Regions from separate parts of the Sus scrofa genome. Here all the other regions are linked to region 1. The links are chromatin contacts, called in public HiChIP or PLAC-seq maps. All regions are on one chromosome and are shown on one strand. The core of a region is the stretch at or near the end of the contact, and the rest is flanking DNA. Distances in the headings are between cores, read along the strand shown.

Region 1 (5,135 bases), core at 1,919-4,418:
CCCCTGAATACGTTCCTTCCATCTGAAATCATGTCTTAATCATTGTTGCACTGCTGACAAACCGGCCTGGGATCTATTGATCAGTATACTAAGTTATTTATGGCTGGCTTTCTTGCTTTGCAGTTTCTGATCTAGGGTGCCAAGCCACCACACTTTTCTGCACAGTTCCAGAAAAACATGAGCTCTGGGTGTTTCTAGTCAGCCCTGGTATGCTCCCCTGGCTTCTGTTCCGAGCTTTGTCAGCACACAGCACTTGTCTGGCTCTGGCCACTCAGAGGAACATGCAGGCCAAAGTTTGAAAATTTGGTTCCTAGCTGTTCATGCAAAATATGCTTGTCCTTTTGTACTGTGCACAGAGCCATAAATAGAATTTTGTACTTGCATAGTGAGGGCAAAGAATGCCATTACCAGCCTAATGCCTCATCTTTGAAAACTTTCATGAGCATAGCTTAGGCAATTTCCTAACTATTAGGGTATCTTGTGAGGAGTAAAAATGAACCTTCTGTCCCTTTATCAGATTGTATGATTTCATTAAACAGAAATGAATTTTTAAAAAATTAAATAAATCTTTATATATTCGCTCCTGTCCTGCTGTAAGGCTTTAATAACAAGGAGCTCATTCATGTATATAAACTGTTTTCAATTCTTCTCCTTTTCTCTGTGCAGTTGTAATAACTCAGACAATTGACATTTTTCTATGAAGGGGATATCTGACAAGATATCAGCATGGTCTCTTTCGAAAGGCATTTTTTCTTCCTTAAAAAAAAAAGAAAAAAGAAAAAAGAAAACTCAATTCCCCCTTCCCTTCTTTCTTTTCTTTCTCTTCTTGGTCTTTCTCTTCTCTTCCAAGAACAAGTCCATCCTATAGTCATTAGTTTGTACAGAGCAAGGTGTGCACCCACTGGAAGTATGGAGTATCCCAACCCTGTCATTATGAGGGAAGCTCCAGATGAAGGGTGGGGTGTGCCCATGAAGCTCAAGAGAACTGGTGTGGCTTTGGCAGGGCATCTGTGCAAGGGAAGGATGACAACAGTGGGTGACTGGTTACAACCCAGTAGAGTTGATCAAATAGGTAAATATTTTAGGAATAATGGAAATGCATTTCTTAATAAAAGAGAAGGGAGTTACAGGTACAGAAAGAGAGAAAGTTACACTTAACCCAGTGGCATTGCATTGGAGTTGCGAGTATTGGTGTGAACAAATGATTTTCATTCTACGGAGATCGAGAATTACATGTGTAAATGTTTGTGTGCACATGTGTACAGCTATGTCTTCTCTAGCTCTGTCCATTCAGAAAACTTAGGAGCAGCAGCACCCCAAGAACAGTGACCATACCCAGCAGCCCCAGATCTTGGCTTTTAACACCATTCTATCCTAAAGGATACCAAAACCAGGGCAGGGAAAGTACAAGATGAGATTGAAACATCTCGTTGGGCCAGAAAGCAAGAAAGTGCTCATAGAATGATGAGGATGTAACAGAAGTGACAGAAACCTTCTTGAAGGGGCTTCTACTAATCAGACTTAGGATATCATGTACATCAAAATAGATGTAGTGGAGTTCCTGCTATGGCACAATGGGAACTATGGTGTCTCTGCAGCAGCAGGGATGTGGGTTCGATTCCTGGCCCAGTGCAGTGGGTTAAGTATCCAGCATTGCCACAGCTGTGGCGTAGGTTGCAAATCCAGCTCAGATTTGATCCCTGGCCCTTTGGAACTCCATAAGCCACAGGACAGCCAAAAAACAAAAAAACAAAATAAATAGTGGTAATAGATAACCCATTATACAGTAAGAGTCTCTGAGTCTTATTATAGAAATAAATGAATAAGTCAAATATTTGATAAGTGAAAGGATGTTTACCTAGTTTCAAAGTAATGCCATACAAGGTACATATTCATTACAATGGTAAAAGACTGACTTTGCAGTGGAGAATTCATACAGCCACTACCTTAATCAAAATGACCAAAAATGAATATCCCTGGTAATGGGGCAAATTGAATTCTTGTGCCAACCACTAGAAAGATGTAAAAAGAATGAACTCGGCATCATTTCTGTGATTTCTGGCAAAATTTGTCATGTAAAGCATGAGAAAAGATCAAACTCAAATTTAAGGATATTCTACAAGACAAACTGGCTGGTAACCTTCAAAAATGCCAGAGTCATGAAAGCCAAGGACACTCAAAGGAAGTGTTTTGGATTAAAGCAGACTGTAGAGAATGCCAACTGGATTCTTCTACAGAGGAAATCATTGGAATGATTGACAGATCATGAATAGGATCTGAGGATGGTCATAACATGTGTTTATTTTCTGATTTGATGGTTGTATTGTGTTTATGTGGGAGAATATCTTAGTAGAAAATGCATATTACAATGTTTAAAGGGTATGGGGGATCAGGTTGGCAACTTTCAAATGGTTCAGGAAAAAAAAATAACTTTGTTGTCATACATGCAACTCTTCTGCAAGTTTGAGATTGTTTCAAAATAAAATGTTAAATTTGATAAAGTTGTAAATAACTTCAAATTTCCACAGGGCATGTATATTTTAGGCATTAATCGATAATGGAGAGTGTGTAGGGACCTTGAAGTTTGTCATAAGAGTTAGTGATTCCATCCTGATGTCTTTCTGTAGCTTGAAAATGTGTTTATTTGTAGCTACTAAGATCTAATTCACTCTCCAGATATTATGTAGCTTGCCATTTAAATAACCCCTCTTTAAAATTTTTGCTGTGAATCCCAAATATCAAAAGGAAGTAGAAAGGGTAACGAAGTCTTTTGGCCCTGAAGAAATCTGTTCTGGAAACTGTTACAACAAATTGCATGATAAAATAAGGCATAGAAGAGGCTTGGTGTTGACAGTAGTAATCCGTTACTTCATCTTTGCTCTTAACCGTAGCTGTAAAATTTGGTGTCTACTCAGGAAAAAAAAAAAGAGATAAATACATATTTTTCCATTATATACAAACCCGTTTTGTCATTAATGTTTTAAAATGTTGAACTGGACTACAGTAATGTTGGGAACACACTGTGCCTACTGTTTTCTAGTAGAGATCTTCTATTAAGGAGATTTATATCCTCAGTTTTCCCCAGGATTGAAATGTGATTGCCATCTCTGCAGTTGTTCATGGCACTTCCTGAACTGTCCAGCAGGTGGTAGTCTAGGAGAGGAACAGTTCTCATCCTTCTCCATCCCCCTACCTACCAGCAAAACAGAAGGAATGTGGACTCAGCAATGCGCCTTCTGTTCTCTGGCGTAAGAATGGGATTTCCAAGGTTGTTCTTTCAAAATGGGTACTTAGGTGCAGAAAGTATCTCCAGAAAGGAGCTAAAAATAATTTTTTGTATCTGTATGATTATGCAGTATTCTGAAGTTCAAAAAATCTTTTTTTCTTCCTTCTTTTTTTAAATGGTGTCTAGAAATTCCACTGGTTTTGTATCTCTTTGCCCTCATTTCGATGACATGGCTTTGGGGAGGCCTGCACATGGCTTACAGACACTTCTGGATGCTGGTCCTCTTTGTCATTTTCAACAGTCTGCAGGTAAGCCTTACTGTTTGGTTACAGCACATGTGTATCCTAATGAACACAAGGCATGGAGTTTCAACGTAAAGGAATCAAGCGTCTACATGTAGGTGAATTCTCACTTTCAAAAACAGTGTACAGCGTTGTGGAATAAAAGGATAAAGATTATGTTAAAAGTTGTTAATGCTTGAAATATGGCTGTGCTTCTACCTTACTGGTTATACAGATAGGGAAGACATAAAATATTTATTCTCCTTCATTTTGACAACACCTAAGTAACTACAAAAACATGTTTCTTTTTCAACAGAATTGATGTTTATAAACTTTGCAGATGGCAACCATCCAGGGCATATGCACATATTTGGACTGGGACTGTGTCTAGAAATTAGATCAGCTCCAGAGGAGAAAAATAACAATGATGGTCAAGCAATTCCTTAAGTCTGGTGCTTAGTGTTTTGGTTCACTGAAAAATGATTGACACCCTTCAAGTCTGGCAATGCCTAGTTTAAAATAGCTTTGTGAGCATGTTTGGGTAGCATAACTAGGAATTATATAACTGTAGCAAAAATTAAAGCTGACTTTTTTAGTCCTTTTGTTAAATGGAAAAAACTTGCACCCTGAAATTAGCACATGGAACAAATGAACTCACTTTTCTTATTTTCCAGAGTGAAAAGAGCTGTCCTAGACTAAAACAATTTCCTGACTTTGCCAAAGGTATCCCTAAACAGCCCTGGTTTGGACCACCATCTTGCAAGAAACCTCTGTATAAAAACATATGAGGGCTATAGCTCATAACTGAAATACGACTCAAAACACATTTAACTTTGCTTCTTAGGAGACAGAGTCATTAATGAGATTGTATCTAACAGCATAGTGCCTAATCAAGGCATAATATCAATTTTGGGAGGCAAAGAAAGAAGCTTAAAAGTTTGAAATCAAGTTGTTATAAGTTGATATAGAGACATCTCTCAATAATGAGTTATGTTTGGGTCCCTGCTCCTAGGGCAGTGTGCCAGTGCTGCCATGACTACAGGATGAAGATGACAGCCCTGCCCCTCTAGGAGCTGATGCTTCAAAGAGCAAGCAAACAAGTAGCTTGGGTACACTGTGGCAGTGTAAGGGTACACTGTGGCAGGCGCTGGTAAGGAAAGTATTAAGTGAGCAGAGTGAAGAACCTGTTTACTCCTGCCTGTCCTGGTATTTGAGCTGAGCCCCAAAAGTGAACCATTCAGCTCTGAGGCCTGTCTTGGTCAACTTTGAATCTCTAGGCCTAGTGGAACTAACACCAAAGTCTCCACTGACATCCTACAGATGGATTTTATTTGGTGGACACGCAGTGGTACACAGAACAGGGTTTTAAAATATCTGCCGATTTAGGGCTGCACCTGTGGCATATGGAAGTTCCCAGGCTAGGGGTCCAATTGGAGCTGCAGCTGCTGGCCTATGCCACAGCCACAGCAACACTGAATCTGAACTATGTCTGTGACCTATGCCACAGCTCATGGAAACACCAGATCTGTAACCCACTGAGCAGGGCCAGGATTCAAACCCATGTCCTCAGGGAAGCAAGTTGGATTTGTTACCCCTGAGCCACAACAGGAATGCCTCTTTTTTCACAT
Region 2 (5,135 bases), core at 1,904-4,403, 170 kb after region 1:
ATTTCTACCAAATTTGTCCTATAGACCCTTACTTGGGCCCTAGCCTGGCAGAAGCCTACAGCCTTGACTGGGAAGGTTCCTTTTCTGTTCAGATTCACACAGCCAACAACGAAACCTATGCTGAGACTGAAACAGTACAAGCTTTACTCAGTGGCCAGAGAATGGAGAAGGAAGAACTTAGTTTGCAGATTAACTTCTCAGCCCCACTCAGGCTGAGACGCAATGTATATATTGGAGGTTTCGAGGTTAAAAGGAGGGAACTGAGTAAGGACAGCGAGGAAAATTTATGATTTATCAGTCCTTGTAGACGCTCTTCTTGCCATTGTCATGGCAGTTGTCAAGGGTCATGATGCTGATGGGTGTGTTATACAGCATGCCAATGTATTACAATGAGTATATCATAACGTTCAAGGTCAACTGGAGGTCAGGTCTTCCACCATCTTGGGCCTAGTTGGTTCTAATTGGTTCTGGTGGACTCTTGTTTCTCATTTCTTCTTTATTTCATTTTTAAAAATTTAAAGTATAGTTGATTTACTTATCATATAGAAATGTGCAAATTTTGTGCTGTATAGCAAAGTGACTCAGTCATACATACATATACATTCTTTTTTTTTTCATTCTTTTTTGATATTATTTTCCATCATAGTCTATCCCAGGGGATTGGATACAGTTCCCTGTGCTATATAGTAGGACTTCGTTGATTATCCATTGTAAATGTAATTCATTTTTTGTTTCTGGTGGTTTCCTTTAAGACAAAGATAACAGTGTTCCACAGTTTGCCTGTTCCCTCAAAGAAGAGGACGAGTTAGAGCTGGAGGTTAACAGCCATGGTAACAGCATGTAGTTTTGTTTCTCTAACCCTGAACTTAGCCTAGTCCTATTTCTGCTGCCAGTGGAAAACTGCATTTTGCTAATTCGAAGTTCATTTTCTTTTGAGTAATTCTCACTTAACTCAGGATTACTCTTTATCTTTTCCCACCCCTTTTCTGGGGATGAGATATTGAAGAGAGGCATGTATATCATCCTGACATCTGGTGGTAATGGAGCCCTAGGTCTGCCATCATCTTCTATCCCTGCTGGCCTTGATTGAAGTAGAACCCAGTTGGCTTGGCCCTGATGGCCTCTGCTGCTGGTGCTCACAGTCCAAGATATAGAAGATGTCATCCCAGTATTTGGTATCCTCCTCATCCCACCCTAGGTTTCTTTGGGTCTTGTGGCTATTCTCAGCTGTCCCAGTGCTCTTCCAGAGAACCATGGGCTCTGGTGGGTCCTCCCCTGCCCTGGGTGAGGTGAGACCTCCCCTCAGTTATAACTACCCAGATCCTCCCTCATCCACTGTGCTCTGTTTCCTTGCTGGACATGACATTCCTCTGAAATATCTGGAGTCTCCTCTAGCCACACTCTAAGAATAGAGGCAAAAATCTCCCACATTCTCCATCCTCAGGCTTCCTACATCTTTATGGGACTCCTATTGCCCCCTCCCAGGGCCCAGGCACCAACCAGGTCTCCCTTTGCATGTCTGACTCCTTCCAGCTGGAAAAACATTTATCTCTTATCTTAATGTAAAGAAATTTCACAATTTTATCCACTTTTTAACAAAAGATTTGTTAAAGATTTTAAAAAAGATTTTTGGGGGAGGGCCACATTCGTGTCATATGGAAGTTTCCAGGCCAGGGATCGAATCCAAGCCACATTTGCAACCTATGCCATGTCTACAGCAATGTTAGATCCTTAACCTGATGGGTCACAGCAGGAATTCCCATTTTACCCACTCTCTGTCTTAGGATAGAAACTCTAGGGCTCTGGCTCCTTCAGGCTTTAGGTCTTATGGGGCTTAAAAGGCTCTTTATGTTCTTGAAGTGTTTGCTTTCAAGATGATTCTATCTACCTTAGTGTTTAGAAAAGTTATAGAGGACTTTAATTTAACCCTTTTACTCTAGTCTTTCTCCTCCCTCTTTCTGAGGCAGTATATTCCCCTAAACTACAGGTTGATGTAGGCAAACAAGAAAAATGCAAAAAACAAACCCTTAAAATTAAAATAGTAAATCATAATATTTCTGTACAGGGATATGTGTATTGTGTGAATAGTAATATTTTATAATTGTCTTCTATGACAGCAGTGTCTTAACCTCAACTTTCCCTGGAAATATGTGTCTTTTGTCATTTTTCAATGATATTCAGGATATATTACCTGTTACTAAAATGAAGGATGCTACGCTTTTATGATTTGAAATTTCACTTTCCTTAGCAGAAAACCAATTAAAATGTGTGAAAAGCATTATCTTCCTGTGTGTGAACAACTAATCAGCCTACCATTTTGCACATACATCCTAATTGCCTTTTGTGCCAAGAGCCATGCAAAAGTGAACCATAAAATTTTAGCCATTGGGAAGTTTCATTCCAGTTTCCTTTAAGTCATTGACATTTTCAGCTGAATCATGTTACCACAGTTGCACTCCCATGTTCCTTCCTGGCTGGTTAAATTTGGACTGATGCTGGATTCTGCTGGGCACTGAAAGACAAGTACCTGAATCCTGGCTGCGTGAGTTGTATCTGAGAACCAAATGTTCATTGTACCAGTGGCTATACCTCTGCTGCATGGCCCCAGTCCTGGACGCCACACCAGGAAGCTCTCCTCTGAGGTCATGCAGAGCCAGAGCATGGGGTAAGCCTGAGAGGGTTGGGAGGAAGACACATAGCACCTGCCCCTCCTCCAACTGCTGTCTGTGCACATGTTTGCTCAAAGAGAAGAGTGAGAGCTCATTTTTTGTAAAAAATAAAACAAAACCAAAAAAGCACAGATTTATAGAAACAAAAATATTTATACATAGTATATATATAGTACATATATAGTGTGTGTGTTTGTGTGTGTGTGTGTGTGTGTGTGTGTGTAGTGTGTGTTCAGAGCAAAATTCAGAAAAATACCAAGAGAGTGAGGCCACAGAAGGACAGCAGGTGGACTTTTATTTTTAATACTTTCAGTTCATACATCTCTGTGCTCTTCTGATTTTTTTCACCATAAGTACAGCCTACATTTTAATTGTCTATATACAGTTTATGAAAGCATATCAGTGCCAGCAGTATAAGGGAACAGGTCATGCCAGGAGAGGTCACGTGGGGAAGTGTTCCCTTCCTTGGAATGCAGAGTCCACTCCAAGAAGCACTGTTGTAGAAGCAGTTAGTTATGCAAAAGGAGCAAGAGAGAAACATGAGCGCTTTACTCCGAGTAATGATGAAATGAGTTTCCGGGAGAAGCTTTCAGGTACATGGTGGAAAGATGAGTTGAAATCTATGGGCTATAGCCTGATTCTTCTCCAGTACGCAACTCCCAAAACTGAGATAATAGACTCAGCACGTAAGTCACATCTTGGTTTTGTCTCAACAGCGTCTTTGCCCAGTCACCCAGAAACTCAGCATATTAATGAAATGAAGGATGTGTGGCAAGCCCAATTCCGCAGTTGGGACACAGCCCTGCCACACCTCCTGGTGACATGTGCCACTCCTGGAACACTGGGCCACTCCACCCTCTAACTTCTGGCTGAACTGGGGGTGTCCTGGATCCAGCTGAGAAGAGGCTTTAGTCCTGGTTTTCACACTTGAACTTTTGGTTCAGGAGCAAAAGCCAAAAAATGCAACCTACCCTGGGCAACAGCCAGTGTGTTGTTGCTGCCAGGCAATTCCTGGCTCCCTAGACCACCACCTCCCACTTTCTGGACCAAGAGGATACACCAGAGACCAATCTCCTGTGATTCAGGCCTTGCTGACAAATCACTGATCCAGCCGGTTTGCTTCCTTTGCTTGAGTTACTACCTGCTAATGAATTGCACATTTTGCAAAGTGTATTAATACTCTTAACACGGGCAAGATATGGAGGAAATTCATATAGCGTTTATTTTAAAAAGATGGCCTTTAGGGCTAGAAGAGTTTTAGGGAAGGTGGTATTTTATTTTTACTACTATATCTGCTCTAACAGATTTAAAACTTCATGTAAGTTGTGATTGATGTGATTCATCATATTATCATCATAATTCTAGCATGGTAGTTATTTTACAGAGGTATTAAATACATGGAATTTAAAATGCTGTGATCAGGCCACAGCTGTATGGGAAGATAATTCTTAATTATGCCGGTTGACTGTGACTTGAATAAACTAAATAAACATAGCTGTGGTACCTATTAATACAATGTGGTATAGTAAAGATGAGAAAAATCTAAGAATATTGAAAGAATATGCAGTGAAGGATTCTGCAATTATAATACTGACAGTTTCTCAAAGTTTTGCTTCTGGATCTGGCAATAAGACAGAATTCGCGTTTTATTTCCATATGATGTCTTCATGCCACTTTGTATTTAATTGGCACCATTACTTTTAAAAATTACTTCACACTGTCATTTTATTTTAGCTACATTTTGAAAATTGAGTCACAAAACTTTGGCTAAAGTTTACCAAATAAATGCTCAATAGAGACAAATTCCAGTCATCTCCTGACTCCAAACTAAATATGATGCATTTTATTTGACCCACCTGTCTCCAAGGCTGTCATTTCCAGACAATTATGTTTTATTACTGCTTTTCTTAATGCTGTTTTGAAATGTTATGTTTTTTCTTTCCTCCTCATTTACCTATTATCACTGAGCCATCTATACCATACCAGAAACGCTCAGCAGAGGTTGGAAAAACACATAGAAACTGGAGTTCCCATCGTGGCTCAGTGGAAACGAATATGACTAGTATCCATGAGGATGCAGGTTCAATCCCTGGCCTCACTTAGTGGGTTAAGGATCCAGCATTGCTGTGAGCTATGGTGTAGGTCACAGACCCAGCTCGGATCTGGTGTTGTTGTGGCTGTGGTGTAGGCCAGCTGCTGCAGCTCCAATTTGAACCCTATCCTGGGAACCTCCATATGCAGCCAGTGTGGTCCTAAAAAAAGCAAAACAAAACAAAAAACGCATAGAAACATGGGTAGTTTAACAGCTTCAGTACTAGCAAAAGTTCTTATAGGTGTTTGGAGTAGTAAAATGTAAGAAAACAAATTCTTGTTTTCAATTACATTGACTTTGTCTTAACAAGGAGAGCACAGAGTTCAGACTTTAAATCTGGAAATGGAAGATGTTAATTATCTTTTTATACCTTT
Region 3 (5,135 bases), core at 1,611-4,110, 130 kb after region 1:
GGAAAACAAAATCCAGAAGCCTCAATATTACTTGAAGAATCCAACATTATCCTAACTTGTCTGTAACCAGCCTCTCTCGCATTCATGTAGCACAGGCACACTGGCCCACTTGATATTCTTCATACACACCTTGCCACCTCATAGGCTGTGCACTTGCTTTCCCTCTGCTTGACTCAGCTTCCCCAGGCCTTCTAACATTTCAGTTCCTCACTTGGTCTCTGCCTAGTCTTCTCTTCACAAAGATCTTCTCTGATCACCTCGTCTAAAACAGCAACTCCCATTTTCATGCAAGCTCCACCATGCTGCCCTCTTTCTCTTTTCTATTCTTCTTTATAATGCTAATCCCCCACCTAAAATTATATTATACATTTATCATTTTGCTTGCTTTTCTAAACTGTCTTCTTCATTGGAAGATAAACTCCATCAGGACATGGATCTAGCCTTTCTTGTATATTACTGCATTAGAGGAATGTACATATTCCTGTTGAAAATTCTAGCTGTCTAGATGGTGGTTGTAAAAAGCCATGCGTGATTCAAAAAAAAAAAAAAATCCTTTTGCACATGAAACAACAGGCAAAGATTTAAAAACTACATATTCAGGAGTTCCCATCAGGCTCAGTGGTTAATGAATCTGACTAGCAATCATGAGGAAGCAGGTTTGATCCCTGGCCTCGCTCAGTGGGTTAAGGATCCGGCATTGCCATGAGCTGTGGTGTAGGTCAGAGACATGGCTTGGATCCTGCATTGCTGTGGTTGTGGAGTAGGCTGGTGGCTATAGCTCCGATTGGACCCCTAACCTGGGAACCTCCACATGCTACAGGTGCAGCCAAGGAAAACAAAAAACAAACCAAAAAACCCTACATATTCAATAGACTAACAAAAACTTTCTAGGAAAAATCAGTAACCTTTTAAGTCAAACATTGTGCCAAAAATACAACACCACAGAGTAATGCATATCATGACTTCACCAGAAATACATAGCATGGGAAAGCCCTTGGCATACTATTTATGATAGGGACACCTAAAAAATTCTTTTTAAGGAACTACTAAAAATAAGTATTCGAATATTGTTGCCTTGAACAATTTCTTAACCTTTGATTATTTGTCAAAACCACTGGTCAAAACTGGTCTCATCCCCCCAGTTTTTGTTTCTGCTAATGAAGCTATAGTTAAAGAAAAGGAAGAGGAGTTCCTGACTTGGCACATTGGGTTAAGAATCCTACTGTAGCGGCTTGAGTCACTGGAAAGGTACTGACTCATTCCCTGGCCTGGTGAAATGGGTTGAAGGACCTGGTGTTGCTGCAGCTATAGCATAGGTTGAAGCTGTGGCTCAAATCAGTCCCTGGCCTAGAAACTTCCATATGCTATGGGTGCGGCTATAGAAGGAAGGAAGGGAAAGGAAGGAAGAAATGGGTGTCAGGTACCTGTGATAACTTTAGGTTGACAGTGTAATTAAGATTAGCAACTGGAGACAAAGAAAACCCCAGCTAGAGATTTCTGTACTTTAGTAAATTCTCCCTCCTACACTCCTAACAGCACTGCCAGTAATACTGCAAGGTAGTTTGCTCACACACCCTGCTTAGCCAAGAATGGGTGGCTTGAAGCAACCAGGAAGACAGGTTTAAATTGGCAACCTCATTTTCCTGTTTTGACCCTGTGACTGGAGCATCCTCACAGGATTTGGGTCAGTGAATCAGCAGGTATTTATCCAGTGCTTACTCTGTGTCCAGATACTGTTAACTCAGCAGGGTAACACAGGCGAAGGCAAAAAGAGACAAGAAAATGAAAAGGGGAAAGAACAAAAGCTGAGAATAAAAAAAAAATTACATTGCACTGAAGAAACATTTAGTACCACTAAAACTAGGAGATAATTATATTGACAAATATATAAAGAATCAACCACAGCTATAATCTATGGATTTAAACCAAATGTATCTATCAAACATATGCCAAAAATACTGAGTAAATATGTAAAGTGTTTTGTTTGTTATTTCCCAGTGAGAACTACAGGAACTGCATAGCTATTTATTTTGACGATAGAAAATTCCATACATCACTCCTTCACTAAAAGTTCTCATCCCTCTCAAAATGAAAGTTATTTAAAAACACTGAAAACCTCAAATTTGAGTACATTCAATCATTATTAGATAATGTCTTGAATTATAGTGACTACTAAACGCACTCTAATGATGAAAAGAAGATGGTGTCAAGGCCTATGTCAAAGAAAAATCAGTCGCTCTAACAATCTCATTTTCCCATTCAGAGGGGATCTCACCTGCTGTCCTGGCTGCTTTCATATCCTTGACCTTGAAATGTCCTCTCTGGCCTCGCATTCCGATTTCTGGTCCTAAACCAGGCCATGTGCACATATCCGTAGAAATGTCATTGCCTTGAATATTTTATTTTATGTGTGCATCAAGTCCTCTTAACCATGAACCCTTGACATATAAACCCACTATGGTTTAGCACCATCAGACATATCAGTGAAGTTACTGAGATCGAGTTGCTTTCACATCCTCTGCCCTCTTAGCAGGGACCACATCGCCTATGTCACAGAGGACTGCAGCAAACATATGTGTCAGCACCCTATGACTCATTTCCCTTTTCTTCTCATCTCAGAAGTTTAAGCTCCTGCACTAAAAGTTAATTCTTCTTGTTTCAAAGGCAAATCCCTTGCTCTCTCTTGCAATATTTTGTTTCATAACTTATTTCCTCAAAAACTGTATCTCAATAACATGTTCCTTGCTCCTGTAAAAGAGATTTAGTCAAATAAATAAATAAATAATTCTCCCTCAACTTTGCACCCACTTCACAGCTAGCACTCCTGTCCTTCTACCATTCTCCTTTCTTTCACAGCCCAGCTCCACAAAAGAAGGCCTTCATTCTCTGGCTGCATTTCTTTTTTTTTTTTTAATTGAAGTATAGTTGAATTACAATGTTGCATTAGTTTCAGATGTACAGCAAAGCGGCTCAGTTATGTACGCAACACACACACACACACACACACACACACACACACACACACACACACACACACATACACAATGTTCTTTTCCAGATTCTCCTCCATTGTAAGTTTTTACAAGATAGTGAATATAATAGTTCCCTATGCTATACAGTAATCCTTTCTGGTAATGTATTTTATATATAGTGGTGTGTATCTGTTAATTCCAAACTTCTAAATGATACCTCTACCCACTTTCCCTTTGGTAACTGTAAGTTTGTTTTCTGTGTCTGTGAGTCTGTTTCTGAGTTTGGCTCCATTTCTTTTCTTTCTTTTGATTTTTGTTTTTTTGGCTGTGCTCATGGCATGCAGAAGTTCCCCGGCCTGGTATCGAACCTGTGCCACAGAAGTGACCCAAGCCACATCAGTGGCAACACTGGATCCTCATCTACAAGCCACCAGGTAACTCCAGATTCATTTCTTTATATCCCAATTTCTCTTCAATCTCCATCTAGCTTACTTATGGCTCAGTTTCTCATATTTCCCTGGTAAAATTCATCAAAGATTTTCCTATTTCCAAATCATTTAATTTTCATCCTCACCATAATCAAATGATTTCCTATGTTTCTGTGATAGGAAGTCCACCACTTCTATCTTGAAACTCTCCACTTGCTTGTCTCCAGAGACAATTTCTCTGACTTCTCTGACTATATATATAGTCTTTTGTCTTTTGAAGGCTGCACCTGTGGCATATGGAGGTTCCCAGGCTAGGGGTTGAATTGGAGCTGTTGCTGCCAGCCTACGCCAGAGCCACAGCAGTGCAAGATCCGAGCTGTGTATGCGACCTACACCACAGCTCACGGCAATACTGAATCCTTAACCCACTGAGCAAGGCCAGGGATAGAACCTGAAACCTCATGGTTCCTAGTTGGATTAGTTTCTGCTGCACCACGATGGGAACTCCTTATCTTCTTTACCGGTGCCTGCTATTTAAATATTGGCATTTTTGTTTCTCTACATTTCCTAGGAAATGGTACATGCTGATAACTCCTGGATCTGTATATCCTTACTTGCCTTTTATGTATCCATTCACTGTTCTTCCCCACATATCCAGTTGCCTATTCTTTATTGAGCTCCATCCTGCAGTTGCTGATAAACTCAACATGTCCAAGCAGAGATCATCTATCTCTCAAAATTTCATTCTCAGTCTATTTTCTTTATTTTAACAAATGGCAGAGCTATTTCTATGCCAAATGGGGTAGAATATTTCTTGCCATCTGTATCTTTATCTAATCTGTTCCCTCTGCTACAATTCCACTTTCATCCCACATGTCTGGCTAGGAAAGCTTACTCATCTTCAAGTTTGAGAATCACCTCTGTCATGAACCCTTAACCAGCCTAGCCCAGTAAAAGTAACTACTGCCTCCTAACCCTTCAAGAGATGTCTAGGATAGTAAAGACAGTACTAAATCATGAATGAGAAGCATGTTCCATGGAGAAGGAAGAGCACAGGACAAGCCTTAAGATAAGGAGGGATTTGGGGATTTTGAAGGACCACAAGAACTCTGTGTGGCTGGAGTCAAATGGTTAGGTGCTGGAGAAACAGCTGAAGAAGGTGGAGTCCTAATCAAACAGGGCTTTGTAGGTTTTAGTAAAGATTTTTGCATTTTTTTCTAACTACAAATGCTGCAAGTGACAGGATTCAAGTTAAGTTTTAAAGTGATCTCTACAGCTTCAGTGTGAATAGATTGCAGGGAAGCAGGATTATTAAAAAGCACTATTGTGATTCAGAAATACCACTCGTTGGTATATATTAGGACAAAACTACAACTCAAAAAGATACATGCACCCCTATGTTCATAGCAGCACTATTCACACTAGCCAAGACATGAAAACAACCTAAACGTCCATCTGCAGATGAATGGATTAAGAAGATGTGATACATATATACAATGGAATACTACTCAGCCATAAAAAGAACAAAATAATGCCATTTGCAACAGCATGAATGCAGTTGGAGATTCTCATACTAAGTGAAGTAGGTTGGAAAGAGAAAGACATACCATATATCACATTATTTATATGTAGAATCTAAAATATGGCACAAATGAACCTAGCTATGAAACAGAAACAGACTTACAGACATAGAGGACAGAATTATGGTTGCCAAGGGGGAGGAGGGAGGGAGTGC

The links. HiChIP or PLAC-seq counts read pairs in DNA pulled down with a chosen protein or histone mark.
Region 2: an H3K27ac HiChIP or PLAC-seq map of alveolar macrophages shows a contact between it and region 1. The contact joins two enhancer-like sites. A contact is called at or near these places in 7 of 47 Hi-C or Micro-C datasets (embryonic fibroblasts, fetal heart ventricle, fibroblasts and 3 more) and 2 of 2 datasets of contacts at active chromatin or transcription factors (alveolar macrophages and skeletal muscle).
Region 3: a contact with region 1 is called in an H3K27ac HiChIP or PLAC-seq map of alveolar macrophages. The contact joins two enhancer-like sites. A contact is called at or near these places in 2 of 47 Hi-C or Micro-C datasets (embryonic fibroblasts and liver) and 1 of 2 datasets of contacts at active chromatin or transcription factors (alveolar macrophages).

Annotation. Positions count from the first base shown.
Region 1 is chr2:98,210,108-98,215,242 of Sscrofa11.1, forward strand. ADGRV1 (G-protein coupled receptor 98) reads left to right here. Exons shown (of 91, transcript XM_021085372.1): 88 at 3,413-3,534. Among named protein-coding and RNA genes, the nearest start is that of ARRDC3, 230 kb to the right of the region's middle. Within about 2 kb of position 3,169, at least 8 of the 83 cell types and tissues checked have an H3K27ac peak or open chromatin away from gene starts, as enhancers often do. A contact at or near this core is called in alveolar macrophages, where this site is marked.
Region 2 is chr2:98,379,943-98,385,077 of Sscrofa11.1, forward strand. No RefSeq gene overlaps it. Among named protein-coding and RNA genes, the nearest start is that of ARRDC3, 62 kb to the right of the region's middle. Within about 2 kb of position 3,154, at least 15 of the 83 cell types and tissues checked have an H3K27ac peak or open chromatin away from gene starts, as enhancers often do. A contact at or near this core is called in alveolar macrophages, where this site is marked.
Region 3 is chr2:98,338,566-98,343,700 of Sscrofa11.1, forward strand. No RefSeq gene overlaps it. Among named protein-coding and RNA genes, the nearest start is that of ARRDC3, 100 kb to the right of the region's middle. Within about 2 kb of position 2,861, at least 14 of the 83 cell types and tissues checked have an H3K27ac peak or open chromatin away from gene starts, as enhancers often do. A contact at or near this core is called in alveolar macrophages, where this site is marked.